2 separate regions of the Sus scrofa genome follow, and region 1 is linked to region 2. The links are chromatin contacts, called in public promoter capture Hi-C maps. All regions are on one chromosome and are shown on one strand. Each heading gives the region's core, a stretch centred on a gene start, on an enhancer-like site or on the middle of the called end of the contact. The rest is flanking DNA. Distances are from core to core; before and after follow the strand shown. Region 1 holds the start of CWC22 (pre-mRNA-splicing factor CWC22 homolog). Region 2 holds the start of FKBP7 (peptidyl-prolyl cis-trans isomerase FKBP7).

The links. Promoter capture Hi-C pulls out the DNA fragments that hold promoters and counts their contacts.
Region 1: a contact with region 2 is called in a promoter capture Hi-C map of liver, with 4 times the contacts expected there. The contact joins the promoter of CWC22 here to the promoter of FKBP7 in region 2. A contact is called at or near these places in 1 of 5 promoter capture datasets (liver) and 1 of 2 datasets of contacts at active chromatin or transcription factors (alveolar macrophages).

What each region holds. Positions count from the first base shown.
Region 1 is chr15:85,604,149-85,610,357 of Sscrofa11.1, reverse strand. It overlaps CWC22 (pre-mRNA-splicing factor CWC22 homolog), which reads left to right and starts at 4,521. Exons shown (of 20, transcript XM_003133514.5): 1 at 4,521-4,769.
Region 2 is chr15:84,179,363-84,185,161 of Sscrofa11.1, reverse strand. FKBP7 (peptidyl-prolyl cis-trans isomerase FKBP7) reads left to right here and starts at 2,292. Exons shown (of 4, transcript XM_005657565.3): 1 at 2,292-2,615; 2 at 3,584-3,735. The coding sequence starts at 2,407. It overlaps PLEKHA3 (pleckstrin homology domain containing A3), which reads right to left and starts at 155. Exons shown (of 9, transcript NM_001243464.1): 1 at 97-155. The coding sequence starts at 136.

The sequences.
Region 1 (6,209 bases), core at 3,272-5,771, 1.4 Mb before region 2:
TCTATCATAATACAGTCCAAAGATACATGGATCATCTGAAAATTCTGTGGAAGGTCTGACAGATCCATTATAACAATGACATCATGCTGATCAAACAGGTTGAGCAAGAGGTGACTAGCATGCTGGAGGTTTGTGCTACAGAGAGTAGGAAATGAACCGCATGAAGAATGAGGAACCTCTCTTTTCATTAAAGATTTTGAAGGCCCAGTGTTAAGCGAAGCACTAGAACATCCTCTTCAAAGTAAAAGACAAATTTCTGCCTCTTGCATTCCCTACAGGGCCTAAGAGGCTGCTTTGGGTTCCGTAGGCAATGTACCCCAGACCTAGAAATATATTTCAGGCCCATAATACCAGGGCACAATCAAGAGCTCTGCAGCAGGTATGAGCTGTATTGCAAGCAGCCTTCATAATTGGACTAAAGGATCTGGCATATTTTATAGAGTCATAGTTGTCAGTTTCAGAAAAAGATGCAGTATGGAGTTTATGGAAATCTTAGAAGGAGAATCACAGTTCAGGTTCCTGGGGTTTTGGATCAAATTTGTGCAACTTTTGAAAAATAGCTCTTCACATGCTACTTCTAAAGAGAGAATGCCTGATCATGAGACACTGAGTGGTACAAAATGAAATGTGTTTTATTGTACCTGCCATGTCAGAAATTCTGGAGGCCCAGTCCTAATTCATCATAAGATGAAGGTATTACATTTTGGATAAGGCATGAAGAAGACAAGAGGGTACAAGCAATCTACATGAGCAGATAGTGTAGATTTTGACATCACCCATCACAGCTGCAGCAATACCTCTCTCTAGCTCATATTGATGGCTATATGGGGTAGGAGGTAAGGTCTTGAACAACAGGCTAAAGAAAGAAAAAAATGGCCAAGCTTAGTTTACAGATAGGTTGGCTAAATATATGGGTGAAAGCTAAAACTGGACAACAGCTACATTAAAGCCTCAGTCAAGAACAGCCTTGAAAACAGAGGAGAGGGACAATTTTCCTTATGGGCAGAGCTTTGGGTAGTACACCTGGTCTTGGTGCGGAAGAAAAAGTAGTCTGACTCTAGAATATAATCTAGTAGGCAATGGCAAATAGCCAGGCTGACTGGTCAGAAGTCTGAAAAGAAAGAGATTCTGAAGATTGCAAACAAGAAAGTTGTAGAGGCTGAGGGGTATGTGGATATACATACTGGTGTAGGCAAAAAGTGTCCCTTTTTACCATAAGTCAATCTTTTTATCATAAGTCAATATCCACCAGAAAGTATGCATTATAGAAGAGGCAGTAAGCAGCCTAGTAGACAAAATTACTCAGCTGGCTGTTAGCCTGTTCTTGTTAGTGGCCACCCCAGTGCTGGCATAATGAATACCTGAATTACAAGGTCATGGTGACAAAAATGAAATCTATGAATGGGTTTGTCAGCATGGAGCTCACTTACCACAGCTGACCTACCTACTGCCTCATGTAAATACTCAACCTGCCAACAAGAGAGTCCAACACTGGGCTCCTAATATGTCATCACTCCTTTAGGAGATCAAGTAGCCACTTGGTAGCAAGTTGACTACACTGGGATCTTTCCATCCTGGAAGGAGCAGCATGGGCATAGATTATTTATTTTGGGTATGCATTTGCAGTCCATATACACCTGTCCTCACTGAGCACACTACCTGTGAGCTGATACCATGTCTGATACACAGGCATGGAATACAATACAATATGATATCCAGCCAGGGAAATCAGCAAAGATGGTGCAGGAAGGTACCACCATGGGTTCCACTGGTTGTACCACATGCCATTATGTCCCAGAATATAGCCTAATATAGCACTGGAATGGTGGGCTGAAGGTGAAGTTCAAGCACTTGCTAAGAGACAATACTCTGCAAGGATGAAAGGCTGCTCCCCAGGATGCAATAGAACTTGATATGGTTCATGTTCCTGAATAGAAACAATACATGGGGCCAGAAAACAATGGATTAAAAGAGGAATAGCCCTATTTACCACCTTCCCAATGACCCACTAAGGGAAGTGTTTCCCATTTATGAAGCTCTGAATTTTGTAGAACTAGAGGTCCTAGTCCCCAAAGTGGCATATTCTTGCTAGGGGACATGGTAAGGGTTCCACTGAACTAAGCTTTATCTGCTGCCTGGGAACTTTGGAATTCTTGAGTTCAGGGACAAGTAGGCAAGATGAATCCACACCTTGGCAGGAAAAGCTAACTCTGATCATCAGGAGGAAGCAGACTTGATGTTACACAACAGGGGCAGTAGGAATATGTGTGGTACTCGGGTAATCCACTTGGGCACCTCTGCCTTGCCTGACAGTGATTGTAAATGGACAAGTGCAACAACACCTGCCTGAAAAGGGGATTGTTGCCAGGGGCTCAAATTTCTCAGGAATTAGGGTTTTCACACTACCAGTTTAATTATTAAGACCAGTAGAGGTGATAGCTGAAAGTGAGGAAATTTTAGAGTGAATACCAGAGGAGAAAGGCAATGAGTTCAGTTGTGGCTCAAGACCAACTGTAAAGATGAGGACTGTAGTTTGTCCCATTAAATTTCTGTCTTTAAAGTTTCTCTTCACAAAGAAAACAGTTCTCTGAAAGTGTAAGGAAAGTGAATCTACATGGTGCAAGGCATGGACTGTGACAAACAGAAAGATGTGCTGCTCAGATACCCCTTCAGTAAAATGCTTTTTGCCTAGTTACAGGGAGTGTGAGTAGGTGACAGCCTTTAACCACTACCACTTTCAAGTCCACCTCAGGTTTTGAGTTAAAGCCATGCTCTTTTTGGGGAGGCCCCAGCCAATGATTAAGCACGACTGTGTTGCAAGGGCCTGGCCATTTTATCTCAAGGACAGACTCTTCATTTTTCTCTGGAGCTACTCCTGGCTATCTGGTTTCTTTTTTTTCTTTCTTCCTTTTTTTTTTTTTTTTTTTTGCCATGTCTTTGGCATGAAAACCCAAGCCACAGTAGTGGCAATGCCCACCAAAACCTTAATTCACTGAGCCACCAGGGAACTCCTCCTTTCACTTTTTTTATTCTTAAGTTTATCACTATTTACTTCCTGGAGGACCCAAATGACAAACCTAGTCTTTCCCAGTTCCATCCAGCTCCCCTAAGTTTAACGCTAACTTTCCAATTAAATCGCAGAGGTGGTATTGTGCTTTTTTTCAGATATGAACACAGATGCTTATCAGATTCATCTCCTATGCCCTGTATTAGTACAACTGAAAACTATACATTTAAATATTTTAAGACACCAAAATGCACCTTAAACTATGGCCAAATATCTTAACCATGAAAAAGGATAGATAATACTATCATGTACCAGGAATCATCACAAACACAGCAAGTGTATCACCAAATTCAATTCTTAAAACTATTCTGTGGGGTGGCTACTGTTATCATTCCTAACAGATCAGGAAATGGGCACACAGTGTGAAGCAACCTGTTAAAGGTCAACCATCTATTTCAACAGATTCATGATTCTAACATAAGTTGTTCTGCTCTAGTATCTTTATCCATAATCATTTTACTCTGCCTCTAGGAAAGGGTTGGTAATACTAGCACCTTCAAATTGTAATAGATCAGTGTTTGGAGAAACCAGACCTGGTTTATACAAGGTTGAGGAACATAAATATACAGAAATTTTAGGAAAGGCAGTTTCCAAAACAGTAACAAGCAGTTTTAACTTTTAGGTTTTGTTATTATTAAAAAGTTTAGTTTGGAGTTCCTGACACAGCTCAGTGGTTAACGAATCCGACTAGGAACATGAGGTGGAGGGTTCCATCCCTGGCCTCGCTCAGTGGGTTAAGGATCCAGCGTTGCCCTGAGCTGTGGTGTAGGTCGCAGATGCGGCTACGATGCCGCCTTGCTGTGGCTGTGGTGTAGGCCGGCAGCTGTAGCTCTGATTAGACCCCCTAGCCTGGGAACGTCCAAATGCCGCAGGTACGGCCCTAGAAAAAGGCAAAAAGACAAAAAAAAAAAAAAAAAAAAAGTTTAGTTTAAGAAAATACTTTGATTACCTCTCATCTCTGTCCAGACTATTTCCAAGTCAGCGAGGCTGTCTCCTTATGATATCTCACGAGCTTGTACCTTAACCTAAAAGAGAAACATCATCTTCTCTAAAGAATTAGTTTCTCCTCATTACGTCACTCTGTTTACAGTCCAATATTCTCTCATTCACTTGGGCTTAAATTTTGGAACTTAGTAGGCACTTAATTAACATCTGGTAACATTTTCACTTACATAGTTCTTGTAACTAGGAAATCCGAGAAAGGTGTCTGCTCTTAGATTTTCTCAGAAAAATGAATACATTAAGGTCTACTTTTTTTTTTTTTTTTTTTTGCCGACTTCAGAGAAATAATTTTAGATTAAAGTAAAGTAAATTTTTAAAAGTCTTTCTCACAACCAGGTTTCCGGCGGGCCGGCAAGACGCATTTTCTGCCGCTTACGGAGAACTACAATTCCCACCATACACTGCGGCCTTCTCAGCCTACAATTGCAAACGTCATTTCCGTCCTGTTTGCGTGTGGGTTCTGGACTTTGTAGTTTATATCAACTTCTCTTCTGTCGCCGTTTTGGGAAGGGAAAAGTGGGACCCTACCGACTGCTCACAATGTGGCATTTTAAGATGGTATTTAAAATAAGGTAATAGAATAACGTTGCAAGGTCAATTTAGGTTTTTATATATTCCATGTTCCGCCTTCCGCCTACCGCCGGCCCGGGAAAGGGAAGTGACGTGTATCCGGTGTAATGGCGGCGCGGTGGAGCTCCAGGTAATTACCGAATTCCGCAGACCCGCTGTAGGCAGCGAACCGGAGTGCGGGTGGCGGGTTGTGGGACCCGGCGGGAAGTAAAGGAGGGCCCAGGACTGGGTGCACGCTCGCTGGGACAGCCGTGGGCGGCTCCAGGGTGCGCTTGGGTCTCCCGCCGCGCGCTGGCCCGTGAGATTGGGTTGTGAGTGTCTGTCGGGCCGAGGAGTCCCAGTAGGTGGGGTGCAGCGGGCGGTGGTGAATCCACTCCTCGCCTGCGCGGACGGAGTAGCTATCGTGAGGCTCCTGGGCTGTCTCTCCCCACTGTCTTTATTGCAGAATCCAGAACCAGCGCTCCCTTCCTATGCGATGTGTTTTGGATGCGGATCAGTTTTGAATCAATTAGAACCTCTCAAATTGTTTGAGCTTCCCAAGGTCCCTTTCTTAGTGCCTCCCCACGGGTGGGGGATTAATGTACGATAGTTAATTTAAAAATAGTGGAAGTTACACTCTCCTTTATTAGGCGTACTATCTTTGTGGATGCTTCTGTAAAATTTCGGTAGTCATTTCTTTTTCATTCATTTGCCTCGTAAATAGTTATGCTTCTTAGTGTTTAGTCCTGGAGACTGTTTTTTTCCTTATTATATGTGTTCTTTCTGTCATTCTTTACCTTTCCATAACTTGAACTACTTCCAATAAGGTGCTAACTCCCGAACTTGGGTCCCCAGTGTCTGTCTACCTCTCTATTGAGTTCTGAATCTACGATACATTTGCATGTACTGGTAATATAATATGATAGTTAATTTTACTGAGTCCAGCTGCAGTAACCACTTTAACCTATTTTCGCTTTATCCTGAGAATAATTATTTGAGATAAACGAAGAAGGAAAAAAATGGGGAAAGCCTATTCCAGATGCAAGAATGAGATGGTTGAAAGTCTTGAAAGAGTTCCCTTAACATTTTCAGGTTTCCACAGACTAGAAAGAACAGACAGACAGATAAACTTGGGTTTCAGAAAACCAGTTAACCTGCCTCTTCCTTGTCTGTATTTAAATTTGTTTTAGGATTGCCATTGAGTTTAGGAGTTAACCTCAGTTAACATCCTACTATGGAAAGGTGGATTTAGAATTGCCATTAAAAGTGTGATCTTGGGAGTTCCTGTTGTGGTTCGGTGGGTTAAGAACTCCACATAGTGTTCGATTCCTGGATTCACTCAGTGGGTTAAATAAGGATCTGGCGTTGGGGCAAGCTGCAGCTAGGTTGCAGATGCGGCTTGGATCTGGTGTTGCTGTGGCTGTGGTATGGGTAGGCAGCTGCAGCTCCCATTCAACACTTAGCCTGGGAACTTCCATATGCTGCACCAAAAAAAAGTGTCATCTTGATAACAAGAAGCGTTTTTACATCACTTTCTGTAGGAGAAGGAGACCAAATTGAATTGGTACTGAGTGATGGACTAGTAAACCAA
Region 2 (5,799 bases), core at 1,043-3,542:
CCAGGGGGAGGAGGACCTCCGACCCTTCTCCGCAGCCTCCCCCCAAGGCCACCCAAGCCCTCTCCCCGGCGACCCCGGGCACCCGAGCCCTCATACCTGTGAGATAGTTGGTCCACTTGTACAGAACCCCCTCCATGCTTCAGAGCCCGGCGCCGCGCATCCTTCTGGCCCGGCGCCGGCCGCAGCGATGGGAGAAGCGCGGAGCCTGGGCAGCCCCTCCCGGCACGCCGCGGCCCCTCCCCAGGCGCCTCCAGCCGGCACCGAGCCGCCCTCAGTCCGCGCTCGCCGCCGGGACGTGGCGGCCCTCACAGGCCCGGACGGCGGCCGCCGCGTGGAGCTTGGGGGCCGCGAGGCGCGGGCTCAGACATCCCCCGGCGAGCCCCGGCAGCGGCGGCGGCAAAGTCGCGACCGCGGCCGGCCTCCGGTTCGCCCTTCCGCAGTCCAGCTGCTCCCTCCCGCGCCCCAGCGTTCCCTCCTCCTCGCCGGCCTTTCTTTTCCCCCCAGGGCTCTCCGTTTGTTTTCATTGACCCCGACGTCGTTTTCACTTCCTGGATGAAAGGGGCCGGCTCGTCCCGGGAAACCCCTCCCCGGCGGCGGGGCTGGAGGAGCGGGCGCGGCCTGCTGCCCTGCCGCTGAGCCGGAGGCTGCGCCAGGAGGGCGGGCCGAGGCCTGGACTCCTCCTCACCCTCCGTCAGGCCCGCGGATGGCTGTCCCTGGGCTCCCTCCCGGACCGTCGGCCCTCCGGGGCCTAAACCTCCCAGGCCCAAACCGACGGACTCGAACCCCGCTGCGCGCGCGCAGCCTACCCGAAGACGAGCCCCGGGCGCACACGTCCCGCGGGCGTTACTTAGGCCTCTCAGGTTTTCCTATAACTGACCCTTAGGTCCTCCCAGAGGTTGTTTTTTTCAAACTACTACTTATAATAATAATAAAAGACTTCCTATTTATGTTTCCTTCATATTCTCCTCACATTCGGGGGGGGGGGTCTGAGAAATTATTTCCTAGGCAGGTGGTGTGCCCCTGAGATTCCCCCGGCAAGGAACCGCGAGGGGCCCCAAGGAATTACCACACCGACAATGAATATTAGGTAGCCATAACTTCATTTAAATATAAAACATGGAAGAAAACTTTGGAGTTTATTTTACTCAAAAAATAGGGGCTTTCCTAGCCTTTATAATTTTTAAAATCCTGTTTGGAAAATGATCATCGTCTTATATAAATGACAATTTTCAAATCTATAGATATCGCAGGCTCAGTGCTGCGGCTTTTCTCAGCATCACCAAGGTGGATAACGCCTCCTCTTAAGCAACCTCCCCCAGATAACACCCAATCCAGGCCTTCGCTGAAGTTCTTCTGGTTTGGGTAAAAGCCTTTGGGTATTCACTTGAAAATAAAGTGAATTGGTAGACAGATGGATATGTAATAAATCGAATACTTTTAAACGTTAATGGTAGCATCCAAGTAGTCGAGGTGATGGCATAGTAAAGTTCATTTGTTCTACAGGAAAGTTTTTCATACTAAAATGTTGAAGGTGGGGATGTAAGGCTGGCTTTGTGTCGGACTTGGTCATATCCCTGCTGTGTATTAACTGTTAGGTTGAAACAGAATGCCCAACACTCAAATTACGTCGTGTTCTCGTCTGCGTGATTGTGGATAATTACCCATCTCGCAGAGTTTGTAAGAAAAGCCACCCTGTCAAGAGCTTTTCCCAGACTTCAGTAAGCGCTCAAGTCAAGGGCGACCCCAAGTGTTGAGGGAAGGAAACACAAACCTGCAACAGCTATGGAATTAAGGAGTCGGCTCTTGGAAACGCCTTTAACTGGGCGGGGAGCAAAAGCACTCATATTTACCAGCGTGAGGTATAGCCTGGAACCTCTTAAAAGCACGACTCTGACGTGGAGAAGGCGCTTCAAAAACACCCCAAAAGCAGAATGCCCCCCCCATGCCCACCAGTTCTCTAGGGATATAAGGAGAATCCTTTCACGCCTAGAAATGAAAGTCCTATTCTCCAGCTACAACATCCCACCCTAGTTTTTTTATTTTGTCTTTTGCCGGTTTCAAAAGGTTACGCGAGCGTTACTATGGACCCCTAAGGAAACTGGCTGTGAAATACACGGACTTAGGGAGGAAATAGCGGTGCAAGGGTGCAATGTTGCCTTAGCGACTGAGGACAGCCAACCAGAGGGTGGGGTACCACGGGGACAAGATCCCAAGCCAACCCACAAAAATTCTGCGGCTAGGCGTGCCTCTGGGAAAGGGGGCGGGGCCACGCTTCTACCGGGCCCCTGCCCTTTGTGACGTAGACAATGCCTGCCACGTGGCAATACCTGACTGCGGGGGCTGCCACTGCACGCGAGTGACACGCATCAGGGAACGCGGTGGCCGTCGGGGCCGACTCCAGCGATCATGCATTTTTTATTTAGATTAATCATTTTCTTTTACGTGTGGGGCATTTTTACTGCTCAGGGACAAAAGACAGAGGAGAGCACAGAGGAAGTGAAAATAGAAGTTTTGCATCGTCCAGAAAACTGCTCTAAGACAAGCAGAAAGGGAGACCTGCTAAATGCACATTACGACGGCTTCTTGGCTAAAGACGGCTCGAAATTCTACTGCAGGTAGGAGATGATCCGAACGGCTCCCGCGTCCAGTTGATGCATTAAATCTACCCTCCCTACACCAACCAGAAGCCTAATTTGTTGGTTGGTTTGTTCGTTCTTGTTTTTTAACGGTAAGAGTTGAACCTTTTATTTCTAGGGGGCGGGGGAATCAGATTTGATACAATCGTTCCCTAATAAATAGAATATTATCTTTTAATTGAAAAATGTTAGCCCAAGAAGTTATCAAAAATACGTTACATTCATACACACACACCCTGGACCACCACCACTAACTACTCTTGGAACCTACAGAAGTAAGTTATTGTAAGAATGTTCACACTTCTCTTGGCTGTGGGCTAGAGTCTCTTTACAGAAGATTTCGTAGGGTAGTTTTAAGAAACATTATCCGGGCTTCAGGAGCACAGTATTTACTGTCAAGCCACTTTCCACCTGTATAGAGAAGCCACTACAACAGCGACTTTCCTTGGTGACTTTCCCTATGCCCTTCCCATGCCTCTCATCCCACCACTACTCTGATTTAATCCATGTTTTATTACTCAGACGTAGGATGTCTTTTCTCCTTGTGCGCTACTACCCTATAAAAATAGGATTGGAGACTGTTCTTTCGATTTAGAAGAAAATAGCCCAGAATGGTAAAATATTTGGACAAGCCATGCAGCTAGATAGGGGTAGGAGACCCATTAAAAGGTTAACTGTTGAGTAGTTGTTGTAAAGATAACAATAAAAAAGAAAATGAGATGACTCCTAATGACTAACTTTGGGCAAATTATACCTCTACCTAGCTATTAGGAGGGACGTTTGAGCCAAACACCCCACCAGGGGGTTCAGAAGTAGTCTTAATATAGCGAAAGAGATGGCTAGAGAGGACTCCAGTATTAAATTGGAACTAAATGATCAGCTGTATTTTAAATTTTGATTTTATTTTTCTTGAAACCAACTTACCTAGGTGTTATTTTTAATTATAGTCGGACACAAAATGAAGGCCACCCCAAATGGTTTGTTCTTGGTGTTGGACAAGTTATAAAAGGCCTAGACATTGCCATGATGGATATGTGCCCTGGAGAGAAGCGAAAAGTGATTATACCCCCTTCCTTTGCATATGGAAAGGAAGGCTATGGTAAGGTGTTTTAATATGTATATCTCGGGACTTCCAGTCCTGGCTCAGCTGTAATGAACCCTACTAGTAACCATGAGGGCTTGGGTTGAATTCCTGGCCTTGATCAGTGGGTTAAGGATCTGACATTGCCTTGAGCTGTGGTGTAGGTCGCAGATATGGCTCAGATCCTGCGTTGCTGTGGCTGTGGCGTAGGCTGGCAGCTGTAGCTCCAATTCCACTCCTAGCCTGGGAACTTTCATATGCCCTGGGTGCGGTTTTAAAAAGAAAAAAAAAATGTATATCTCTAAGTTATATTTAAAAATAAATCATATACTTCTGGGTACACAGTCAAAAAAAATTGAAAGCAGAGTCTTAAAGTTATATCTGTATAATCACGTTCATAGCAGCACTATTCAAATAGCCAAAAACAGAAAATAACCCATGTCCATTGACAGATGAATAGATAAACAAATTGTGGCATTCAATGGAATATTATTCAGTGTTTAAAAAGAAGGAAATTCTGACATGCCACAGCACACTAAAACACACTACAACATGGGTAAATCTTGAGTACATAATGCTAAGTGAAATAAGCCAAACACAAAAAGCAAATACAGTACGACCCACTTATATGAGCTAACTAGAACAGTAAAATTCATAGAGCCAGGAAGAAAAGGGTGGTTGACAGAGTCTGGGGAGAGGGTAGAGTAGGGAATTATTATCTAATGCGTATAAAGATGAAGTACTTGTAAAGATTGGCTGCAGTGTGGATGTACTTAACACCACCCAACTATTCACTTAAAATGGTTACAATGGTAAATTTTATGTTACTTGTATTTTCCCATAATTAAAATTTTTTGAATTGCTAAAAAACATTAAAAATCAAAGAGGAAATAATTATAGACTATAAGGTCCAATAAACTTTAGCTCTGCTGGGTGTAGTCTGGTCCTTTCTTTTTACACATCAAGAAAATAAGACATTGTTGCAATACAGATCTCTAGCTAGAGTTCTTTACCCCCCCCCCAAGAGTGGCAATATTCATAATGATGATGTATATTTTATAAGCTCTAGCTTAGTCATTTTTTATTTTAGTATATGTTATTTTATTAAGTATTACATAAACGTCCGTAGTAAATACTTTTGGTAAGCAGTACCAAAGTCAGATTCATAAAACTCAGGAAAGTGGAACATATGATTTTAGAATAAAAGGACAGTATTGTAACATTGTAAAAAAGAACATCTGAAATATAACCATTATCCAAATGCTGGAGAAGCCTTGAAAATGTGGAAGAAATGAACTGCTTGTCTCAATATCTTACCTATTTTTAAAACCCTAGAGTAAGATCCGAGAACCTAGGGAAAGCAGATAAATGGGGAAAATGTGTGCAGCATGTATAAACATGTGTAGAAGCCTGTCCTAGAAATAGGCGTATTTATAAACAAATGGCCCACTAACCAAAAAATACAAATGACCTGTATATCTATGGGAATACTTAATTTTATTCATAATTAAAAGAAATTAAAAATAAGACACCATTTTTACCCATCAGATTAGCAAAGACAGAAAAGTTGACAAAGGTATGGAAAAACTTCATTATTGGAGTTCCCGTCATGGCGCAGTTGTTAACAAATCCGACTAGGAACCATGAGGTTGTGGGTTCGGTCCCTGCCCTTGCTCAGTGGGTTAACCATCTGGCATTGCCCTGAGCTGTGGTATAGGTTGCAGACGTGGCCCGGACCCCGAGTTGCTGTCGCTCTGGCGTAGGCCGGCGGCTACAGCTCTGATTGGACCCCTAGCCTGGGAATTTCCATATACCGCAGGAGCGGCTCAAGAAATAGCAAAAAGACAAAAAAAAAACTGCATTATTGCTGAGAATATGAATCATTCAACTTATCTAGCAATTTCTACCCAAATTTTAAATGCATATATCCTCTGATCCCATAGTTCCATTTCCAGGAATACACACCAAGGTATATCTTAAAGAATATTCACTGCAAACTTTTTGGGGGTAGCAAAAGACTGCATACTATATCCTTCAATAGGAAATTAATTGACTAACTTATGCTATCTCTATTCAGTGAAT